Linked DNA regions of Mus musculus: all the other regions are linked to region 2. The links are chromatin contacts, called in public ChIA-PET and HiChIP or PLAC-seq maps. All regions are on one chromosome and are shown on one strand. Each heading gives the region's core, a stretch centred on a gene start, on an enhancer-like site or on the middle of the called end of the contact. The rest is flanking DNA. Distances are from core to core; before and after follow the strand shown.

Evidence for each region. ChIA-PET counts read pairs in DNA pulled down with a chosen protein or histone mark. HiChIP or PLAC-seq counts read pairs in DNA pulled down with a chosen protein or histone mark.
Region 1: a contact with region 2 is called in an RNA polymerase II ChIA-PET map of memory CD8 T cells, with 5 read pairs. The contact joins two enhancer-like sites. A contact is called at or near these places in 4 of 39 promoter capture datasets (the C10 cell line, liver, neural stem cells and 1 more), 1 of 484 Hi-C or Micro-C datasets (CD4 T cells), 2 of 115 datasets of contacts at active chromatin or transcription factors (large pre-B cells and memory CD8 T cells) and 2 of 9 other capture datasets (liver and macrophages).
Region 3: a contact with region 2 is called in a FOXA1 HiChIP or PLAC-seq map of pancreatic cancer cells. The contact joins two enhancer-like sites. A contact is called at or near these places in 8 of 39 promoter capture datasets (the 3T3-L1 cell line, 3T3-L1-derived adipocytes, the C10 cell line and 4 more), 1 of 15 datasets of contacts at CTCF or cohesin (the NIH/3T3 cell line), 3 of 115 datasets of contacts at active chromatin or transcription factors (the NIH/3T3 cell line, embryonic fibroblasts and pancreatic cancer cells) and 1 of 9 other capture datasets (adipose tissue).

The regions. Positions count from the first base shown.
Region 1 is chr15:81,818,678-81,822,495 of GRCm38.p6, forward strand. It overlaps Tef (thyrotroph embryonic factor), which reads left to right. Exons shown (of 4, transcript NM_017376.3): 3 at 2,522-2,742. Among named protein-coding and RNA genes, the nearest start is that of Tef, 9.2 kb to the left of the region's middle. Within about 2 kb of position 1,299, at least 10 of the 459 cell types and tissues checked have an H3K27ac peak or open chromatin away from gene starts, as enhancers often do. A contact at or near this core is called in memory CD8 T cells, where this site is marked.
Region 2 is chr15:81,415,899-81,419,864 of GRCm38.p6, forward strand. All of the region lies in intron 2 of Xpnpep3 (X-prolyl aminopeptidase 3, mitochondrial), which reads left to right. Gm17025 (predicted gene 17025) reads right to left here. Exons shown (of 3, transcript NR_166833.1): 2 at 3,106-3,300; 3 at 1-56. Among named protein-coding and RNA genes, the nearest start is that of Gm17025, 3.8 kb to the right of the region's middle. Within about 2 kb of position 1,328, at least 106 of the 459 cell types and tissues checked have an H3K27ac peak or open chromatin away from gene starts, as enhancers often do. A contact at or near this core is called in memory CD8 T cells and pancreatic cancer cells, where this site is marked.
Region 3 is chr15:80,987,368-80,991,268 of GRCm38.p6, forward strand. The region is part of intron 1 of Sgsm3 (small G protein signaling modulator 3); the gene reads left to right. Among named protein-coding and RNA genes, the nearest start is that of Sgsm3, 12 kb to the left of the region's middle. Within about 2 kb of position 2,519, at least 36 of the 459 cell types and tissues checked have an H3K27ac peak or open chromatin away from gene starts, as enhancers often do. A contact at or near this core is called in pancreatic cancer cells, where this site is marked.

The DNA.
Region 1 (3,818 bases), core at 49-2,548, 400 kb after region 2:
GTTGGAGGGTTTTTTTGTTTTGTTTTGTTTTGTTTTGTTTTGTTGTTGGTTTTTCGAGACAGGCTTTCTCTGTATAGCTCTGGCTGTCCTGGAATTCACTCTGTAGACCAGGCTGCCCTCGAACTCAGAAATCCGCCTGCCTCTGCCTCCCAAGTGCTGGGATTAAAGGCGTGCGCCACCACTGCCCTGGCTATAGTTGGAGGTTATTTTTTTTTATGTGAGTACATTGTCACTCTCTTCAGACACACCAGAAGAGGGCTTTGGATCTCATTACAGATGGTTGTGAGCCACCATGTGGTTGCTGGGAATTGAACTCAAGACCTCTGGAAGAGCAGTCAGTGCTCTTAACCGCTGAGCCATCTCTCCAGCCCTAGTTGGAATTCTTAACAGAGCTTCTAGGAACACTTGTGTGCATGTGTCCTGGACAGTGCTTTTGTGTATTTCTCTTAGGTGTTTACTTAGGAATAGACTGGATGAGTCAGTAGACATGAATGTATTCCCCTTCTTCCCTCCTTCTCCTCTTCCTCCCTGTTCTTTCTTATTCTTTCTTCATCACAGGATTTTTATGTGTAGCCCTGGCTGTCCTGGAACTCACATTGTAGACCAAGCTGGCCTCAGACTCACAGATATCCATCTACCTCTTCATCCCAAGTGCTGGGATTAAAGGCGTTTGCCACCATGCCCAACATCATTTATTTTATGTGTATGAGTGTTTGCCAGTGTGAATTGTATGTGCATCATGTATAAAGTGCCAACAGAGGCCAGAGGAAGGTGTTGGGTCCCTTGGAACTTGAGTTAGAGGCAACTGTGAGCTGCTATGTGGATGATAGAAACTACAACCAGGTCCTGTACAAGAGTGGTGAGTGATCTTTTTGTAAATTTAGTTTTTATTTATATGAGTACACTGTGGCTGTCTTCAGGCACACCAGAAGAGGGCATCGGATCCCATTACAGATGGTTGTGAGCCACCATGTGGTTGCTGGGAATTGAACTCAGGACCTCTGGAAGAGCAGTCAGCAGCTCCTAACAGCTGAGCCATCTCTCCAGCCCATGAGTGTTCTTAACCACTGAGCTCCAGGTCTCACAAACATGACACCACATATTCACACCTTTGGAGGAAACATGTACACCACATATTCACACCTTTAACCACTGAGCTCCAGGTCTCACAAACATGACACCACATATTCACACCTTTGGAGGAAACATGTACACCACATATTCACACCTTTAACCACTGAGCTCCAGGTCTCACAAACATGTACACCACATAGTCACAGCTTTGGAGGGGAAACAAAGTCTTCTGTGGCTTATATCACCACACCCTACCTGATCCTGGTGAAAACCTAAATTTGATCATGCCTCACTTATGCCACGAATAGGGCAGATAATTTGATGTGTGAGTGTGTATGTGTAAGAGTGTGTGTGTATGTGTGTGTGAGAGAGACAGACAGACAGACAGACAGACAGAGACAGAGAATGAGAGAGAGAATGTTTTGGCTTTAATTTTGGCCTCTTTTTTGGTGCAAGGTTTATAGTAACCTTCAGGCTTTTACACACAATTATGCCAGGTTCACCCTGGAGTCCTGTTGTGGCCAGATACCTCCTGCAGGGCAAAATTGTCTCCTGTTAAGAACCATGGCTTTAACCTCTCTGTTACACTGTGTTTTCTCTGCCAGGACAGTACCAGGGGTGTAGTTTGTGTTCAGTAGCTATCTATTGGCTGAATATTTGGTGTACTTGTATTGGAAATATTGAACATGTAGGCCAGAGGTTCAATTTTCTTTTAAAACAACTCTTATATCAGCACAATCTTTGAACTCTAAAATTGACATTAACCCAATGTTTACCTACAAAACAGCCAGCCATATGGAACAGGAGGACCCAGGAGCCAGAGTCAGCCAGGCCAAGACCACGTTTTCGTTCAGTTATTTTCCTGTGGGATTCTGGAAAGCCAATTGCATTTCTCTGACCCTTGGTATCCTTTTCTGTAAAATAAGACTTAACACTCATTTCAGAGCTGTAACTTGAGCACAGTGACTGACATGGGCTGGGGGCGGGTGGGGGCGGGTGGGGGAGCTCCTGATGTAAGCCGTTGTCAGCCTCTCACTCAGCCTGTGTCCTCACCCTGTTGTTCAGATTGAGGTTAACACAGGAGGTCAAGGACTGTCATGATTCAGTGTTTTACTTGCCATTTCTTCAGGAAACAAAATACTTAGAAAATCTCTTCCATTTTGAGAGCCTCTGTTTCCTTTCATGAGTTCTGTTCCTAAACAGGAGAACTCATGGGTCACTGGTTGAGCAAATGCTTAGCATGTATGGAGCCCTGGGTTTGATCCATAGCATACACAAGAAAGACAGAATCATAGGAATTGAACCACATGTGTCTGTCTGCCTTTCGGGCTGGTGGTGTGGTTTTCTTCTAAGTAGCAGTGGTCTGTGCTGCCTCCAAGTTATATGGTGGAGTGATTTGTTCTTTCTGTCCAATGAGATGCTTCTAGATTGTCTGCCTGTCTTTCAGAATCGTCCTTGGAAAAGGAGAGGGAGACCCCAAGTCCCATCGACCCCAGCTGTGTGGAGGTCGATGTGAACTTCAACCCTGACCCTGCCGACCTGGTCCTCTCTAGTGTACCAGGGGGGGAGCTCTTCAACCCTCGGAAGCACAGGTTTGCAGAGGAGGACCTGAAGCCCCAGCCCATGATCAAAAAAGCCAAGAAAGTCTTTGTCCCTGATGAACAGAAGGTAACACCCAGGGTTCTGGATTAAAGACACAACAGTGGTTTAAGAGTCTAGGGTAAGCTCTGCCCTCTCTGAGTAGTGCAGCTCACTGGCACAGCTCAGCTTTGCAGTGCTTGCCTGGGACACATGAGGCCCAGAGCACCATCTCTAGCTCTTCACACAGAGAAAGAAGCTGAGCGTGTGGCATACACCTTTAACCCCAGCACTCGGGAGGCAGAGGCAGGCAGATCTCTCATAAAAGCAAAAGGAGAGGGAGGGAAAGAAAACTGGAGTAGACCTTGTGCTTCCTCATATGTGATTTTATATGGAGAACCCTTCCTACGATGGACACCACATAGACAGGAGTTCTCTATTTGAAGCCACATCAGCAGTAATTTGATGGGAAGAAGTGCTCAGGTATGACTTGAGTCCTAATTACTCTGTTACTTCCCTTCTTCCCAGGGTTGCTTGGGTGTTTTAGTTCCACTTCCTTGGTATGAGAAGTCACCAGACTTAGAAAGTAAGACTCAAACCTTAGATAGAAAGTAAGGCTGGACAGACTTTATGGGGGTTTTTTTGTTTTGTTTTTTTTGGTTTGGTTTTGGTTTTTTTTGTTGTTGTTGGTTTTTTGTTTTTGTTTTTTTTTTTTGTTTTGTTTTTGTTTTTTTTTTTTTTTTTTTGAGACAGGGTTTCTCTGTGTAGCCCTGGCTGTCCTGGAACTCACTTTGTAGACCAGGCTGGCCTCGAACTCAGAAATCCGCCTGCCTCTGCCTCCCGAGTGCTGTGATTGAAGATGTGCACCACCACGCCTGGTTTAAGATTGAACAGTCTTAAAGGACAAAAGACACCTTGTAGGGCTGGGGAGATGGCTCAAAGCAGCGGTTCTCAGCCCTCTTAATGCTGCAACCCTTTAATACGGTTCCTCAGGCCTGGGTGACCTCCAACCATAAGATTTTTTTGTTGTTGTTTGTTTTGTTTTGTTTTGTTTTTTGAGACAGGGTTTCTCTGTGTAGCTCTGGCTGTCCTGGAACTCACTTTGTAGACCAGGCTGGCCTCGAACTCAGAAATCTGCCTGCCTCTGCCTCCTGAGTACTGGGTTT
Region 2 (3,966 bases), core at 78-2,577:
TCAGGCTGGAATTCCTGCTGGGCAGTCTGCTGACACTCAGGAAATGCAGCTCACCACTGAAACACACAAGAAATCAGAGTTTTTCAAAGCTGTAAGGTAAGCATAATAGTAGTCCAGTTGATACTACTTTTTTTTTAACCCTATCAACCTACTTGTAGTTTTTGTTTAAAGGAAGAAGAAAGGTTGAATTGATACCTAAATTTTACCAGCTTTGAAATAATTGATTTCTTGTGGTGAAATACTTTGTGGTAAGCTGCATTTGCCAGGCCTTGACCATCACAAGCATATAAAGATGAATGACTTCATGTCTAAATCACTGTTTTCTATATTCTGTATATGATCTTTATTTTTGCCTTGGTCGCAGATCTGAATATCGCTCTGCGAACAGTATTAAAAGCAACTTGAAATAAAACATCAATATTTAGTCTTGGTGCTGAGCACATAGAACATGGAAGTTCCCTTGAAAAGGAGAAAAATAGTACTTGGAGTCAGCTTTTGTGAGTGAAGATGCACACTTTTCATACCCTCTCCTCCTCCTAGTCACAAAGGTAGTGGGTTTGGTTTTGGTTTTGGTTTGTTTTTTCACAGTAATATGAGCTCTGTGCTTGGAAGGATGTGGCCACTGTTCAGTATGGTGCCAGTACCTGGTCAAAGTATTATGTTAGGAACAAAGATCAGTGGTATAGGTGCGTGCATGTATGCATGCATACATTACATACATACATACATACATACGTAAAATATTTTCACAGAAGTCATCAATGTCTTAAAGTTTAAAGAGACTGTGTGCCATGCCACTGAGCATGCAGACTTTACAGGGATATGGTATTTAAGCATGAATCCTGCACACTTATCCATAAACAGACATATATACGTTCTTTTAATCTGTTTTAGCCAGTAGTGATGACACATGCCTTAATCCTAGCACTTGAGAATCAGAGGGAGAAGGATATCTTGTGAGTCTGAGGTGACCCTGTGCTTCGAGCCGGCCAGCAGCTCTCGAGGAACGGGTACGGCTGAAGAGCTGAAAGAAAGGAACTAGACAGACGGGAAAAAGAACGGAGCTAAGACAATCGGGTTCTGATCAAAGCTCAATTTTACTAATTCGTGCACCGAGTTATGAAGGAGGGGGATGGGGCTAATTCCCGCCAAGTAATCCTGGAGTCCAGTTGCAGGGTGACCACGTGTATGGCTCCAGAACAGCAAGGCGGCAGGCTCCAGCAGTGGGCGTGGCTGACCGATAGAGCGGCAGGCTCCAGCAGTGGGCGTGGCTGACCGATAGAGCGGCAGGCTCCACCCCATGCAAACAGTGAAACCTGAGCAAACAGGTTTCAGGCTGAGGGGGTGGGGGAGGTTACAACCCTGGTCTATATAACGAGGTCCAGCACGGCCAGAGCTATATTGTGAGAGCCTGTGAGAACTACAGAGCTGAAGTCAACTTAAGGTGTAAAATGTGTCAGTTGTAACTTTGCTCAAAAAAAAAAAAAAACCTCACATTTAGCATTTGACATAGTTACAGGAAAGCCTACAATTTACAACTTTGGCAAAATATGTCAATCTTTTTCCTGTTAAAGGAGTCCTACCGTGAGACAAATAGTACCAAATGTAGAAAAGCATACTTAGTTACTTATAATTCCACACTCAGAAAAGTACTGTTGAGTTATAGAGTCACACTCCCAAGATGTCTCCCCTTAAATGTTTCTAAGTCACTTACAAACTCATCTTTATATAATTTAGGTAAGTTCTCCCTTAAAAAAGAAGTGGTTTTTTTGTTTGTTGGTTGATTTGAGACAGGGTTTCTTTGTGTAGCCCTGGCTGTTCTGGAACTCACTCTGTAGACCAGGCTGGCCTCAGACTTACAGAGATCCACCTGCTTCTGCCTCCCAAGTGCTGGGATTAAAGGTGTGCGCCACCATTGCCTGGCTTAAAAGTTAATTGTTGGGCTGGCGAGGTGGCTCAGTTGTTAAGAGCACTGACTGCTCTTCCAGAGGTCCTGAGTTCAAATCCCAGCAACCACATGGTGGCTCACAACCATCTATAATGGGATCTGACGCCCTCTTCTAGTGTGTCTGAAGATAGCTACAGTGTACTCATATATATATAATAAATAAATAAATCTTTAAAAAATTAATTGTTCAAGATTTGACTTTAATATCTGAAGTGTTGGGCTGCAGAGATGGCTCAGCGATAAAGAGCACTATTTACTCTTCTAGACAACCTGCATTTGATTCTCAGCACCCACATGGTGGCTCATAACCTTGTAACTCAAGTCCCAGGGGATCTGATGCCCACTTGTGTGTCAAAACCATTGGGTGAACTTTATCAAGGAAAATGTACATGTCATGACCCCATAGACTGACTCAGCAAATTTCAGCAAGTCCGGAGATCATTAAGGCTGGGAAGGGAAGGGGAAGGGAGGGGAGGAAAGGGAAAGGGAAAGGGAAAGGAAAGGAAAGGAAGCGAAGCGGGAGTGAGAAAGAGAAATAAATAATGGTGTTTGCTTTTGACACATTCCTTTATGTAGCCCTCTCTGACCTGGAACTCATTAGTGACTTCCTTACTTCACCTCCCCAAGTGCCAGGATTAGCATCATGCCCACCTCAACCTGTTTAGTTTTATTTTACATTATGTGCATGAATGCTTTGCGTGTGTGTGTGTGTGTGTGTGTGTGTGTGTGTGTGTGTTCACATGCCTGATGTCTGTAGATGTCAGAAGAGGGCATCGGCTCTCAGATCCCCTAGAATTGGAGTTTTTCTAGAAAGCGGACCCAGAACTTCATAAAGACTGCATGTGTTCTCCACTGAGCAGTAGGCTTCACCTCAGAATCCTAAACATAGGCTGTCTGCTGTATATGCTCTTTTATAGCTTTTTACCTATATGTCTAATTCATGTTGACTATCCGTTTTGGTTCACCTTTATATTATAACTATCACCTGGAATTCTGTGCACTGCCAACTAGAGCTGAATTATAAAAATTTTCTATTTGATTTCATTTTTTTATCATTTATTTGTTTATTTTGTTTGTTTTGTTGTTTACTTGTGTGGTTCTAAAACTGGAGTTACATATGGTTATAAGCTGCCATATATGTACTAGGAATCAATTACCTGGGCCCTCTGAAGGAGCAACAAATGCTCTCAATTGCTGAGTCAATTCTCCAGCGCTATACATCAATCTTATGGAGGCATTTTCTCAATTGAAGTCCTCTCTTTCCAGATGACTGTGACTTGTGGTAAGGTGCAGGGAGGGGTGCGGGGGGAACTTGACCAGCAGACCCCTGAGTGGTCACTTCTGACTTATTGCTGTTTGATGAGAAAACCGAAGACCTGAGACTTGTATGCACATAGTTACTTGGGCGTGAGTAGTAATTATCCACATCATTTATCCTCTTCCAAAGTCCTACCAGCCATTGCATTACCATGATGACAACCTCTCAAATGTAGTATTTTTTGGTTTGGGTTGGGTAGATTTTTACATAGGCCAAAATAGCTTTGAACTCGCTCTATAGCATAACGATAACCTTGCTCTCCAAATCCTGCTACCTCTAAGTTCTGGAAATAGGGAACCACACATGCCTTACTCTGCTGTCATTTTTGAATTTGAGACAGGTGTTCATTGTGTGGCCCAGGTTGACCTCAAAAGGTTTCTCCTTTTTCAACCTTCTAGCTGTTGGTATCACTTGTATGCTATACCATACAACTAACAATTGTAAATTCTTAATTTTGGGTAATAATTATAGCTTGTACTACTTTGTGAAGTGCATATTATTTATTATTTGGTTTGTTTGTTTTTGTTTTTTTGGTTTTTCACAGGGTTTCTCTGTGTAGCCCTGGCTGTCCTGGAACTCACTTTGTAGACCAGGCTGGCCTCGAACTCAGAAATCTGCCTGCCTCTGCCTCCCAAGTGCTGGGATTAAAGGCCTGCACCACCACCGCCTGGCTTGGTTTTTTGGTTTTTTTTTTTTAAGA
Region 3 (3,901 bases), core at 1,269-3,768, 430 kb before region 2:
TGGTATTTAGAGCTGAGTACTAAAAAATGGAAAAAAAGTGGAAATGAGAGGCAGCCTTCTAAGCAGAAGAAACCTAAGAGCTGATGCAGGCAGGGCTGACAAGAGGGCTCATTGATTAAGAGACTTTCTCTTCTTGTAGAGGGCCAGGGTTTGATTTCCAGCACTCAAGTTATGGCTTATAACTGTAACTCCAACTACAGGGAATGTGATACTCTCTTTAGATCTCGTTGGGCGTTGGGCACTAGGCACACACATAGTATACAGACAGACATGCAGGGAAAGCCCTCATACACATAAATTAAAAAAAAAAAACTGATGCAAAATGGATTATAGGTACTTGATTCCAGGCCTGAGACACAGGTAGTAGAAGGAGAAATATTTTCTACAAGTTGTCCTCTGACTTCCATGTTGATTGGGCACAAAATAAGTAAAAGGGGGCGAGGCTAAGGATTAGGAAGATGATTCAGTGGGTAAAGTACTTGCTGCACAAGTATGAGGAACAAGATTGGGACCTTTAGCACTCAGGTGGCATATATGTGTAACCCCCCAGCATTTGGGGTGCAGAGACAGATCCCTGGGGCTTGATGGCTAGCCAGTTCAGCGAAAGGTAAGCTTCAGTGACAGGCTCTGTCTCAAAAACATAAGGCTAGAGAGGTGGCTCAGCAATTAAGAGCACTATTTTTTTAAAGATTTATTTATTATTATTAGTACACTGTAGCTGTCTTCAGACACACCAGAAGAGGGCATCAGATCTCATTACGGATGGTTGTGAGCCACCATGTGGTTGCTGGGATTTGAACTCAGGACCTTCAGAAGAGCAGTCAGTGCTCTTAACCGCTGAGCCATCTTTCCAGCCCCAAGAGCACCTTTTGTTCTTCCAGAGGATCTAAGTTTGTGTCCCCAGCACTTGCCTGTTAACTCCAGCTCCAGGGGCTCTGATATCCTCTTCTGGGCACTATGGTACCCATATACATGTGTTATAGATACACTCATATAGACACACACACACACTAATGAAAATGAGGCAGAGAAGGGACTGAATATCCCAAAATCGACCTCTGGCTGAAGTGGGTTGGGAGCATATGTGCTGTTGGGAGCTGTGCTTCTGGGCTGCTAATCTGATCATAGTGCCTCCTCCCCTTAGTTCCCCACACTGGGGGGTGGAACTTGTAATCTCATGCTTGCTGGGCATGTGCTCTGCCATTGGTCTCTATTTCCAAGGTTTTCCTTTTTTTCTTTTTTGTTTTCTTGTTTGTTTTTGACTTTTTTATTTTGAGACTATTCAGTAGTCCAAATTAGCCTTGAACTTGCCCTGTAGCCCAGGCATCCTTGAAAGTGTCATTGTCCTACCTCAGCCTCCTGAGTAACTGGGAGTGCAGGACTGTGCTGCTGGCAGACTGATGATCTATTCTTCATTTGAATAGAAGACAGTCTGGAGGCACAAAAGCCTGTTAGGAGCTATGCACGGTGGACCAGGAACATGGTAGTGAAGGTATGGACTAAGGCCTTGGGAACAGGATGTTAGAGGTGTTCTAGCTGCAAAAATGGTAAACTTTCCAGGTAACTCAGTGTGGGAGTAAAAGAAACATAAGACCTGAAAATTACCTTAAACCTTAAAATCTAAATATCTTAGAAGAAAATGGGATATTAAGAAGGAATCACGTGGTGATGGGCTAAAAACAGATGCATTGTGAGATACCCAAAGAAAAGTTAGAAATAGCAGTGTGGCCTGTGGGGTGAGATGATCTGTAGCTCAGTAGGACAGTGATGACTAAGTCTTGCCTTTTGGGGGGTTGGGGTAGAGTCTCACTATGGATTTCTGTGAGTTTGAGGTCCACCTGGTCTATATAATGATTACAGGACAGCTAGGGCTCCTGCTTCCTGCCCTGTTTGAATTCCTGCCCTGGCTTCCTTCAGTGATGTATTATGACATGGAAGTGTAAGAAGTAAACCCTCTCCTTCCCAAGTTGCTTTGGTCATGGTGGTTCGTCACAGCAATAGTAACCCTAATTAAGACAGTGGTTAAGAGCCAAAGATGACCTTGGATTTCTGATCTTTCTGCCCCCACCTCTAGAGTACTGGGGTTATTACCAGCTTATAGACTGTTTCTTTGTGGTAATGGGACCATACAGTATCAGACCCCCTGTCTTACTATAAATTTAAAATAAAGGTTTCTCAGTGGACTTTTCCCTAGTCAGTCATCAAGGAACTTTATTTTCCTCAAAAACTCCCAGCTGTTTTGTAGGGCTCTCTGAATGTTGACTTTCAGGTAGGCAACACATTTCATTTTCACTCCCCTAGTGGTAGAATATAGATGGACTATGCAGGTACCTTGCTTTCGCGACCCTCATTACCAGCTGGATACTATCAAGCTGTAATATTAGGGGAGTGATCCTTGGAGGGACTCGAAGTCTTCAGAGACCTGATGCTTGTGAGCTGAGCAAGTCCTCACAGGAGGACTGCATTTCTCTCGACTACTGAGCAGGAAGTGGCAGCCTGCTCCTTGGCATGCTGCTCCAAGGGAGGTTCCTCTTTGCCTGGTTTGTGTTTGCCCACTGTGTGTTCTGTATTACACTACCACACCTCTCTGGCCTGAAAGAACATTCTATCCCTGCACAAAGGAAATATTGACTTAAGGAAGGGACAGTGGCCCAGTTGCAAACCTGTAGGAGCAGGAGCTGGAGGGAAATGAGTGAGGAGGTTGTTCTGCTCTTCTGCGGGTGCTGGTTATGGGAGGCTCTACTGAGAAGTGGGGGATTACCTCAGGTGTCTACACTGAGGGATGTGGGAGGTGATGGAATGGAATAATCATGTTTTCAACAAGGGTCAGTGGGGTGTTTGGGAGAGCAGCAGTTCTAGAAGGTTAGCAGGAATGGTCCCTTTATCAAGGCTTTATTAAGCACTGTGCTCTGAGAGGATGGAAACAGGCTCCAGTACCTGGGGAAATATACTACGGCAGATGCAACAGTGCATGTTGAGAGCCAGGTAGGTAGCAGGGCCATTAGATCATCCAGTATAAGTCAAGTCAACAAATTTACACACACACACACACACACACAGACACACACACACACATCTCGCCCCTTGACAGGATTTCTCTACATTGCTCTGGCTTTCCTAAAACTCACTATGTAGACCAGGCTGGCTTCAGCTGACACTGTGTGCTAGAATTGAAGGTGTATGCTACCATGACTGGCAATTTAACTTTTTTGTTTGTTTGTTTTTTGAAGAAAAGCAAAAAAATTTCAAGTCAAGGAGGACAAGCAGAGGTCTTCCCAAGATGATTGGTAATGATGTTGATGACAGGAGATATTGGCTTTTTTTTTTTTTAGCATCAGGTTATAAGAAAAATTAGTTTCAGCCAGGCATGGTGGCATACACTCGGGGGTCAGAGGCAGGTAGATCTGTGTGAGTTCAAAGCTAGCCTGGTCCACAGACAGAGTTCCAGGACAGCCAGGGGTACACAGAGAAACCTTGTCTTGGAAAACCAAGGGGGAAAAAAAAGGAAAGAAAAAAGCAGCTCCAAAAGGCTAGGGAGGTTGTGGGGAGACAGATCGGTGCTTCTGCGTCTGTTACACAGGCTCTGGGGATGAAGCTCAGGCCTGGTGCTTACGCTGAGCTGCTCTACTGATTAGCGCTACTTCCCAAGCCTTGCCTTCTGATAGTTTAAATTTTCTATTAGTTTTGTTTTATTATTTTATTAAAGATTTATTCATTTATTTATGTTAGTACACTGTTGCTCTCTTCAAACACACCAAAAGAGGGCATCAGATTCCATTACAGATGGTTGTGAGCTACCATGTGCTTGCTGGGAATTGAACTCTCTCCAGCCCCTTTATTTTATTTTTAAAATAAGATTTTAGAGACAGGCGGTGGTGGTGGCGCATGCCTTTAATCCCAG